3 separate regions of the Mus musculus genome follow, and all the other regions are linked to region 2. Evidence: chromatin contacts called from public promoter capture Hi-C data. All regions are on one chromosome and are shown on one strand. The core of a region is the stretch at or near the end of the contact, and the rest is flanking DNA. Distances in the headings are between cores, read along the strand shown.

Evidence for each region. Promoter capture Hi-C pulls out the DNA fragments that hold promoters and counts their contacts.
Region 1: a contact with region 2 is called in a promoter capture Hi-C map of pre-B cells, with 6 times the contacts expected there. The contact joins the promoter of Usp1 here to the promoter of Itgb3bp in region 2. A contact is called at or near these places in 11 of 39 promoter capture datasets (the 3T3-L1 cell line, the C10 cell line, the HPC-7 cell line and 5 more), 5 of 115 datasets of contacts at active chromatin or transcription factors (the 230-238 cell line, astrocytes, bone marrow-derived macrophages and 2 more) and 2 of 9 other capture datasets (adipose tissue and liver).
Region 3: a promoter capture Hi-C map of pre-B cells shows a contact between it and region 2. The contact joins the promoter of Dock7 here to the promoter of Itgb3bp in region 2. A contact is called at or near these places in 5 of 39 promoter capture datasets (the C10 cell line, cranial neural crest, embryonic stem cells and 1 more), 2 of 115 datasets of contacts at active chromatin or transcription factors (astrocytes and bone marrow-derived macrophages) and 3 of 9 other capture datasets (adipose tissue, liver and pancreatic islet).

The regions. Positions count from the first base shown.
Region 1 is chr4:98,921,618-98,925,105 of GRCm38.p6, reverse strand. It overlaps Usp1 (ubiquitin specific peptidase 1), which reads right to left and starts at 1,296. Exons shown (of 9, transcript NM_001301414.1): 1 at 863-1,296.
Region 2 is chr4:99,827,561-99,830,843 of GRCm38.p6, reverse strand. Itgb3bp (integrin beta 3 binding protein (beta3-endonexin)) reads left to right here and starts at 1,686. Exons shown (of 9, transcript NM_026348.4): 1 at 1,686-1,761. The coding sequence starts at 1,757. Efcab7 (EF-hand calcium binding domain 7) reads right to left here and starts at 1,399. Exons shown (of 14, transcript NM_145549.2): 1 at 1,290-1,399.
Region 3 is chr4:99,119,032-99,122,569 of GRCm38.p6, reverse strand. Dock7 (dedicator of cytokinesis 7) reads left to right here and starts at 1,645. Exons shown (of 50, transcript NM_001369286.1): 1 at 1,645-1,845. The coding sequence starts at 1,808.

The DNA of each region.
Region 1 (3,488 bases), core at 47-2,546, 910 kb after region 2:
ACTGTACACTGCAGGGAAACCATTTCTGGGAACCAACTCAGGAAAAACTGGACAACTGGCAAAATTTCCCATCTTATCTGCAACTTAAATTTTTGTCTCTTGGCCCCTTAAATGTTCTTGATGAAATGACCTGTTAGGAATGATAAACCAGCCTTCGCAAAACTGTCAGACTTCCCCCAAGCACTAATGACTCCGGAAAGGTGTCTTCCTGGGAGCCAGTGAGAGAAAAGTCATCAGCCAGCTCAAACAGCGGCCGTCATCTCGGCCAGCCACCCAATCTGGGACCCTCTAAACAGCCAGCCAGCACTGATGGTCACCAAGAGCGCGACACTTTCCCGGGTGCCCAATCTTATGTTCTCCACGTCCCTTCTCAGAGCTTTCAGTCAAAAAAGCCTCTCCAGAACTATAACCCAAGCTTCGCACAATGAACTTAGCCCTAAGTCTTCTTGACCAAATGACACCGTGAATCCTCAGTCCCACTACTTTTCAAATCTGTGTACAATGATAGGATTCAACTCTTCTTTCAAGAAAAACGTGAAACAATAAAAACAAACTCTTGGGCGCAGGGTTAAGACACGTGGCGCCGTACACACTTCTGGAGAAACTGTAAGTCAAGAAAATGCGCGGTAAAATTTCGCAAGCCCCGACCCAGGACACTGCGATCACAAACATCTCTTCTCCCGGCCAGCCTCTCCCATTACGAAAGGCGTGGGCAGAGGGGCACTTGGGTCCTGGGTGTGCCACCCCGGGGGTCGCCGCGCCCGCCGGCAGTCCCTCGCAGCGCAGCCCGAGCCTAAGGGGCCCTCCCCACCGTCAGCACCTGCCGCGCAGCCCCGGGCCCTGAACCCCGGGCGCTCCTTACCCGGTCATGGCCCTTCGCGAGTCCGCGGCGCCGCCGCCGGGGAGACCAGCCGGGCAGAGTGCGGGCGCGACAGGTGAGCCCGGCCGCCGTCCCGGGAGAGGGATCGCTGGTGGGCGCCTCCCGCGGGGGAGTGACCATTCGTCCGCGGAGCGGGAGCCGGGCCGCCGCTCGGTCCTGCCCGCCGCGGCACCACTACATCCCCGGCGCAGCCCGGCCGGGAAGGCTACGGGCGCACAGCGGTGGCGGCGCTCCCGAGCCGCAGGGTCCCCGCACGGCCGCCGAGGGGGAACTTGGCGCGTTTTCCTCAGTCTCAGGACCCCCGCGAGTGAACCCCCGCCCGCGCCAGCGTCGCGGCTGGAGGTGGCGTCCACGGAAAGTGCCGGTTCTCCTCTCCACGTTGCAGAGGCGCGAAAGGCGCGAGCCGCCGCGCGACCGCCCCTCGCCCCCGGCACGCTCGGCTCCGGAACCAGCTGGAACGGTAGTTCCTCCCGGGGCCTAACGGGTTCTGCAGTTTAAACAGCGCAGGCAGCGGCACGGGCAGCTCGCGCGGGTCCTCGCAGAGGCGCGCGCTGCGCAGGAGGCCGGGCTGGCGCGCAGGAGGCTCACTCGCTCGCTCACGCCCTCTTTTTTTTTTTTTTTTTTTTTTTTTTTAATTCTTTTTAAACATTAGCACTCGCGAGTTGAAGGGGAGGGAGCTTACGGGTCGGGAGATGGGACAGGGAGTGACTGGGACAAGCCCCTTCCTCAGGTGCTCAAATGCGCCAATCCAGGCTGAACAATTTCCAAAACCTCATTCCTCCGCCCCACCAGGAAGAGCCAATCAAAAAGTACCTATACGAATAAAACAATTAGCCGGCAGAGAAGACAGTCTGACCAATAAAAAAAGTACAAGGAACGAGGCCCAGCCAATCCCGGGAGAGCATACGGCGCCCTGGAGCGGCTCTTTGCAAGCTCATTGGCGCTCCAGTGCGCGCTTTCTCTGCCGAGGTTAGGGTTCCGCTTTCCGTTTTGTTAGCATGGGGAGGTGGCGAGCCCGGAGGGTGTGGCTTCTGGGCCGAGGCCCCGGTGCAGGCCCGCCTCTTTCTTTCTTTTTTTTTTTTTTTCTTCCCCCTCCTGGCGTGCCCTCTCCGGAAGGGTTACCAAAGACGCTCGGAAAATGGCTGATGCGCTTTGCTAGCTGCTCGGCGCCCGCTGGGCGTCCAGTTTACCGAGGAAGCCGCGGTCCACCCTATCTCAAGTTGTGCGTTAAGAATGAGCACTGCCTTAGCTAGACAGTGCACAGCCGAACGCCTTGGAGCCTCGGGTCCTTCTCCCCTCTCGCAGGCTGCACAAGGGTTTTAGTTCTCAGGCTGGTCTCGCGGCTGGAGCTTCAACGGGTTCTGGCGCGAGCCGGTACCGAATGACCCACAGGCAGCCGCACAGCCTCACCCGGTTTGGGCTTGGTTCTGTATGCTCTGTCTTTTGTGAGATGATCTCACAGTGCGGTACTACAGCTGATGAGAACTCAGTACAAATCCGTTCAAGTGGGGTTTTTTTGTTGTTTTTTAAATGTCCACTGTGTGCGTTGCCCTGTTTAATGCCCATCGTGAGTTGGTCTGTTGAATGGCCACGGTGTGTGTTGCTCGGTTTAGTACCCACTGTGTGCGTTGCCCTGTTTAGTGCCCTCCGTGTGTGTTGCCCTGTTTAATGCCCTGTTGAACTATTTTCAGCATGGTAGGGATAACAAGCGAAGGGAATGTACTCCATGATCTACAGTCTACTGAAGACCGAAATTAAACTGGTGATTTGAAATAGTGTAAATGGTAGATTTTTTTTAAAAAGGTAACCGTTTGGTCGTTTCGATGGGATAATGAAGACTGACGTTTCAGCAGACAGTTCCAGGAAGTGTACTTTGAATGGCATGGAGGGGAGGTCCATTTGTGGGAGAAGATGAGCTGCACATCACACGTGTCCATAGCACCGGGAGCTTTAGAAGCTTGGTGTTGGAAATGAGGACAGGATGCTTGGATAATAGGGAGTCTAAGTACGACGGTAGGAACTGTAGTGAAATGGGCGTATGTGGGAACAAGCAGGATGCACAACTTTCCAGGGTCAGCTGGCAGCCTGAGGAGTTCCTGTCAACTTTTAGGGACCTTCGCCCGGTCCAAACTGGGATTCGTGGCTTAATTCCAGAAACTCATTTTCAGACTTGCCAGTTTGTGAAGCAGATTTGGAGTTTAAAGATACTTTACTGTAGGGGCAGGGAAAGATAAACTACGAAAACATGGCTGTAGTGGAAGGATCCCAGAGAGACCAGTCCAAGAATGGGCACAAACTCAAGGGACAATCGAAACTTAAAAATAATAATAATTATAATAATAAAAGTCATTTATAGGATTTCAAAGTTTCTATTTCTAAAGGATTTCTAAGAAACCTAAAATGAGATCATTGGATGGTTTCTAGAAGGCTCCTGACAGGGTTGGGGTGGGTAAAGTAACTATCCAGCCCTCAGAGATACGAAGAGTTAGGAAAACAGAACTAAAAGTTCATTTAAGATTCTTAGGCGATGTCTAAAGAAAGGAATGAGGCTCTACTCAGCTCTGTCTCCACACTCCAGCCTTAAACCTGGGTTACTGTTACTTTAGCA
Region 2 (3,283 bases), core at 437-2,936:
GGATATTTGAAGTTCCACCGATTACATTGAGCTTTATAAAGTTCCTTTACTAGTAATAATATTTAGTGTCTATACAGCATGTCTGCTCATAAGACATTAATATACAATCAAACGTCTTATTTAATCCTTTCTACACTGACCAGGCACTTTTTGTCCATTTTACAGATGATGAAATTGAGGGACAGAGATGTCACCCAGTCAGTGGTAATTTGTGAAATCTCAGTCATTTCTTCTTTTAATGTGAATGAAGGTTTATTGAACAAAGGCTACTATGCAGGGCAAAATTGTTCTGGTGGTCTAATGGCTTCCAACATTGCTTTATCCTGCGTTGACTTCTAAAAATACATTCCAATCTAATAAATTGAATAGTTCAAGTTGAACAATAAGATGACACAGGTAGGGTCCCCTTCAGGACTCATTGGATTCATACTCAGGAGGCCTAAATCACTGGCACCTTCTTGAATTATGTAGGTCTTTTACACTTGGGAAAGAAAGATAATAATCGCTTATCATGGATGAAGTACCCTATTTATAATACACAGACCGCCTGCCTGACACTTTCATATTACACCAGATTTAGAAGGACCCCATAGGGATGTGGTGTCACAGTCTGGTTACTGCAAATTGGTATCACCATAATTAAACATCGGTTTTAAACACATATGCGTGCGCGCCATCTCACAAACGGGAAAGAAAACTATTCCAATAAGGAAGAGCAAGCACTCGGCTTACAGCAAGCAATTTAAAAACATTTTTAAGGATCTTCAAGTGCTCCTTCCAAATGGGGTTATTCTCACATGAAAATCCCTGGACAGAAATGTTCCAGAATTCTATTCTTTCCCTTCCTGTGAAGACAGTCCAAACTGAAGCTTAAATAAATATATAATTGCACCCCTAGGGCTCGGAAACCACCTTTTATTTAAAATTCTAGCCCAAGTCTGAGACAGGGGCCTGGAGAGTATATTGTAGCAAACGGCTCCATAAATAACTAGGCACACAATAAGCAGGAAAAATAAACTGTTAAAAGCGCCTAAGGCGTCTAAAGGGCCAAATGAAAACAGAGAGCCATCCAGTCACCGTCGCTGCACCGTGAAACAGTCACAACTAATCCCAGACAAGCTCTCTCCGTTTTTTGTACTCCTCTGGCCACGATGCTGCATCCCCTTGTGTGTTTCGGGGCATGCACCGGCTCTTAGGAGGACACAGAAGTAAACGTAGCAGATGGGAGAGGCGGCCGCACAATGAAGAGCAGAGCGAGCGACAGAGCAAGAGAGAGGCTTGGTGGCTACCTAATTTCAGCTCACAAACCAAGAAGAGCAGCCAATTTTCGTTAGTAGATCCGCGAACCTCTCGGCGCAACCGGACAGACCTCCGCCTTTTTTAGATTACCATAGCAACTGCGCCTCGCCGCCACCGGAAATAAGAGGCAGAGCACCTTCCAAACGCTCCGACCAGAGATTTGTGGACCATTGACCGAGAGAGAACAGCCATGGCATTGTAGCTTATCTGTTGCGAGGCTGGCATGTCCACAATAGTGAGGAGGGTCGTGCGCTGCATGCGGCTGGGGCTAAATGGATTCTGGCCTTAGACTCCCTGCACCATTTCCTTGAACACGTTCAGGCTCTTTCTCGCGCGGAGACTGTTTCCGGCGAGCTGCATACGGGGTGACACCTCATCCAGCGCTTACTACGCGGGCTTTTTATGCTTCCGCGTTTGCGGTTTCTCAGTTGGTTCTGTCCAGCAACGGAGTCCCGAAATGCCGTAGGTATCCCTTCCCCAGACGTTGCTGTTTTGTGGGCCCTCTATGAGCAAAAAGAGTATACAGGAAGAGTATGCCGTCCCATGGTCACCTTGTCTTTTTTATTTCTATAAACTTTTCTCTGTTGACAGCGTCGGGATGCTTGGTATTCCCAACCTACCTCTACCCTTCCAACACTTCTTTGACTCTTAAAACTTCACATCATTGTGTAAGCTGCGGGCTAAATCTGAGTAATGTCTAACTTGAAATGACTAAGAATGAAAGAGTATATTAAGTAAACATTTCTCTGTAATTTGTAGAATTTTTAAATGCTTGTTAAGCATTTGTGTAGTGAGTTCTCTGAAACTCGGGAGAGATTTCATGGACTGAATGGATTTCAGGCACTGAAAGATTCTTAAGATTATCACTTAGCAACTCAGTAATAAGTGATTTACTTTTCTTACTTATAAAAATAAGCTTGAAAAAAGTAAAAAGTGGGTTTGTATTGGGTCATCTTTAAGTTACAGCCCAACCCCAATAATGTGATTACCGAAAATGACCATAGTAGAGATGGGTATTGTGCTAGACTGCTACCCTTCGGCTACCCTACATAGGCTATATAAAGCACAGTTAGCGGTTGTATAAACAGGTTTTTTTTTTTTTTTGTTTTGTTTTGTTTTTAAAAAAAACAGGGTCTTTTTAAAGAATTTGAGGGAGGAGGAAGACCTAACTCTTGTAATACTTCTTTGGCTACCCCCGTACCAGGCTGATTTAGGTACTTCCTGCTAGGGTAACATTTTCCTGTTTGAGTAAAATGCAAACTAAGATATTATCGGGGATACTTGTGTAAGATATGAGCTGACATAAAAGAAGGAGGACCTTCGGAAATAACAATATTTATTAACTCACCATTCTAAAAAGGTTTATCTTTTAATGCATTAGAAAAATGTCTATTATAACATTGCTGGCAAAGATGAGGGAACAAAACTTAAGCAGGAAAAGAATGAAAATGAATTTGGTGTGTAAACTATGTTCCTGATCTGTTTACAGAAGTGAGGAACCAAAATCTATTGGAAGTGGATATTTTTCTGGCAACTGGCAACTTTAATATATGAGTAGATGTTGTTATATTAGAAGAGTTTCATTAAGTACATTGACATCCCATATTTTTAGCAGTTGTGTTGGTTGGTCCATTTTTCTAAAGAATCAGGGGCTTGTATAACCCAGGCTGATCTTAAACTCACTTTGTAGCTGAAGAAAACAACAAACTTCTAATTTTCCGTCCACCTCCCCCAGTGCTGGGATTGCATACCGCCCACTGTTTATTCAGTGCTGGGGGTCCAACCTAAAGCTTTGTGTATAGTAACTGAGCACTGTACCTGATGAACTACATCCTAGACCCAGCTTTGCTGCTAATGTGTTTTAGCAAAGAGATTAAAGCCATCATAATAATTTCATGTATGAAGCATAGTCACGCTGTAGCGCAGTGGTTCTCAACCTGTGGGTTATGACCCCTTTGGTGGTCGAACAGCCTTACACAGGGGC
Region 3 (3,538 bases), core at 396-2,895, 710 kb after region 2:
TGCATGCAATGTCCTTTCAGACTCTTTGGCAACTAGTGAGTCATGTATACAAAGAACTATTCAAAGCAAAATGTGCTCAGTCTCTAAGAGAGTACTGAGAAGATGTTTGTCAAGCAGAGATAAAGGCCTACAACATCTGCCTGGGAGCATGAAAGCAGACAAGCCATCCAGAGACTCTGAAGCACCAAGGACAAAGTCAAGTATACCATGGATATTGATAACACCTGCGAGGAAACTGTAGCAGCTAGGTAGGTACCCACTGCAGCCCAGACCCCACACTTAGACCTTGAATTCAGTGCATCTTCACACTATGCTTGCAACTAAGTAACACTGTTCCGGTTGTTTAAGTAATTTGCTCAAGGTCACATGGGGAGGAGGCAGAAAGCAACTGGGTTTCTATCATGAACAATGGAAAGGTCTGGAACAGTGTTACAGCAAAGTTAGACTTGGAGCAGCTGTATCTTTCCCCATGGACTCAAATATTCTGAAAACAGAACCGCAGCTAGCTCACATTTGGGCTCTAGCATACCTGCATTTAAGTACATGTTAAATATATACCCACCTCGAATGGGCTATCCTCACCGTAAACCAGTGTTTTAAAGGCATCCAATCACCTGGTTCAAACCCAGGTTAGGGTACAGACGGGAAGTCCTGGACCCACTTAATGAGTGCTTTCTGTTCTGTATGACTGGGCAAGTGACCAGGCTTCAAGCTGAAGGTTTCGCTATGGTGAGAGACAATCTAACACGCTCCACAAGGATACAGAGGACATTTAGTAACTGCAAATAAGGTATATTAAATTCTTAAAACATTTAGGAGGGAAGGTGTCACAAGAAGCCAAAGGATTTTTCTTAGTTTCACAATTTCAGAACCCAATGCATTAGAACAAGACTGACACAGGTTCTATTTATAGAACATCAAAAGGATGGAAAACAGTTCATCTGATGGATATGCATGTACGCATACATATGAAATGAGAATGCCAGAGTAACTGTAAAGGACTCACAAGAGAATTCTTTACAGGGATAACTGTTCTTGGAGAAAAGGGCCTGGGCTCTGGGTCTCACGTTCACGGGAGGAGCTTGCCATGTGTGACCAAGGGCAAGTCACAGCTTCTCTGAGACAATTTTTTTCTCTCTAAAATGGAGCTAAATCTACTTCAAAGAGCTGTTGTGGAGATTAAGTAAGATCATGCGTGTAAGCTTGGCCATGCACCACAAATCAGCGATTATCACACCACCTTTGTGGGAGAGTTCTTTCTACAAAGAAGAGCCATTGTTTCTCCAGCTAGACCCCACTCACGAGGTCGGGGCGTGCAAGAAAGGTGCTTTAAACTGCCTGGAGTCAGGAGCTGCAGGAACCAAGCCGCAAGGCCCTTTCCATTTCCTAACCTTCCCTTTGGGGAAAGCACAGCCCCGCGCGCGTTCGGCGGCTACGGTCACGGCCCCGTCGTGGGTCTTCCCGGTCGTGGCGGCAGGGCAGCGAGGGCTCGCGGCCCGGTTCCACACCCGGCGTCGCATCAGCTCCCGCGGGCTCCGGCGGCCTTCCAGCCCGGCCTCCAGCCGGGATTGGCGCGCGAGGCGAAGGGGGGTGGCGGGGGCGGGGGCAGAGAGAGGTTCCTCGTGCGCGCCTCCTCGGCGCATTACGGTACCCTGGTTCCGCGCTCCAGCGGCCGGCCCAGCCTCGCGGTGGGGTCCGGAGAGCCGACGGGCGAGCGCGCGGGAGGGAGCGCGAACGGGAGCGCGAGGAGGAGGAGGCCGCCCAGCCCCGCGTCCAGCCCCGCGTCCAGCCCCGCGCCGCCGCAGCCATGGCGGAGCGCCGCGCCTTCGCTCAGAAGATCAGCAGGTACGCGGCGGGGAGCCCGGCCGGGCCCCCGGGGTGCGAGGGTGGGTGTGGCGCGGCCCACGGGCCTTGCCGCGCGGTCCCGGGCCTGCAGTCCGCGCCCCGCCAGGCCCGCAGGGCGTGCGGCAGCTCGGCGGTTCTTTGTGTCCGCAGTCGCGTCCTCCCCGGCGCTCCACGCCCACGCCCCGGCTCCGGGCGCCCCAACAAAAGGAACTGGCGTGGAGGCCACGGCGCTCACGCACCCGTCGCCACCGCTGACAGCACCCCGGACGCCCCGCCCGCCCCAGCGGCTCCGCACCCACGCCTGCACAGGCACACTGAGGCCGCAGTGCAAAGTTATGGGCTGCGGGACATGGGAGCACCCCACTTACCCGTGGGCTCGGTGGGCGTTCTTTCTCTGGCCCCAGAGGAAGATGGATGACCCGACCCGCACTGGGCTTTATGCGTGGGCCTAGGAGTAAACCACCCACCGAGGATAAGGTTCCCCAGCAGTTTACCTCCCTGTCCAGATAAAAAAATGGAAGGATGTTTGTAGAATTTAGCTATGGGATGTACTTATGGATAAGGAACTAGGCATTGTTTGTTTGTTGTCTCATTAAAGCCTTATTTCTGCGACTTAGGCTTAAAGAAAGGCAACATTCAGATGAAATTTTGTGATGGCTGTATATATTTCTGTGGTTCTGAATCTTTTTAGCTTGTTGATATTTGTAGAAGGTTTTTGGATATGTTGGAGAAAAGCTTTTATTAGTTTCCGGACCCCCACAATGTTAAGGCTTTTGGGACACTTTTTTTTTTTTCCCATTTAAAACTAACATCTCATTGCATCTCTGTCTTTGGCTAAGATCAGATGTAAATGAACCCTTTTTGAGTTTTAAAATATGTATTTCATATTCTTCTTAAATAAGTTCTTAGGAATATGGGTGCTACTGGTAGACTAAGATAAATTACAATACTGAGTGTTTTTAAAATCGGGACCTTCACCAGGTTGTTGAAATTCTCTTGCATGTTAGTTGTCTCATCTGAAAAATGGTAATAATGGTATCTAGCTTATTGGGTTGTCGTGAATTTTAAATGGTCATTTTTTTTATAAAGCACTTAATAGTGCATTGTCCATATTATCATTGAACATTTGTAATTGGGATTGGAAAGTATGAGTTTTTGTTTTGGGGTCTTAAGGCATGCCATTAAAGGACACATTTTGTACAATTCTTTTAAATAGATCTTAGAGTTTATATCTCATAAAGTAAGTACACCCTTGAGGGTAAGGTATGAAATATAGATAGTGCCTCTTCTCTGTGAATGGAGATATCAGATGGAACTAGTCTCAAGACAGAAAACAGACTCTGTTGTGGAAAGCAGCCTCAAACGTGAGTCAGGCTAGCCTTGGAAGTTACAAAATCAAGGCAGGGAAATGAAGCCTGTGCTGTTGCAGGAGACGTTTAGGTAGACATGGCAGTGATGAGTGATTGCGAGTGGAAGTTGAGGAAGAGTGGGGCCATGCGCCTTTCCTGCCACCCAGCTTTCCAGCTGTGCAGCCAGCTGAATGATAGAAGGACATCTACTCATATCTAGAGCTGTGCATAGGAGGAAGTGGTTTCCGAATTGGGGATAAGATTGGATGGAAGTGAGGATTCAGGTGTAGACATCTTGGCTTTGGGGGCTTATATAGCATTAAGTGGAGACATCTATTAGCTTT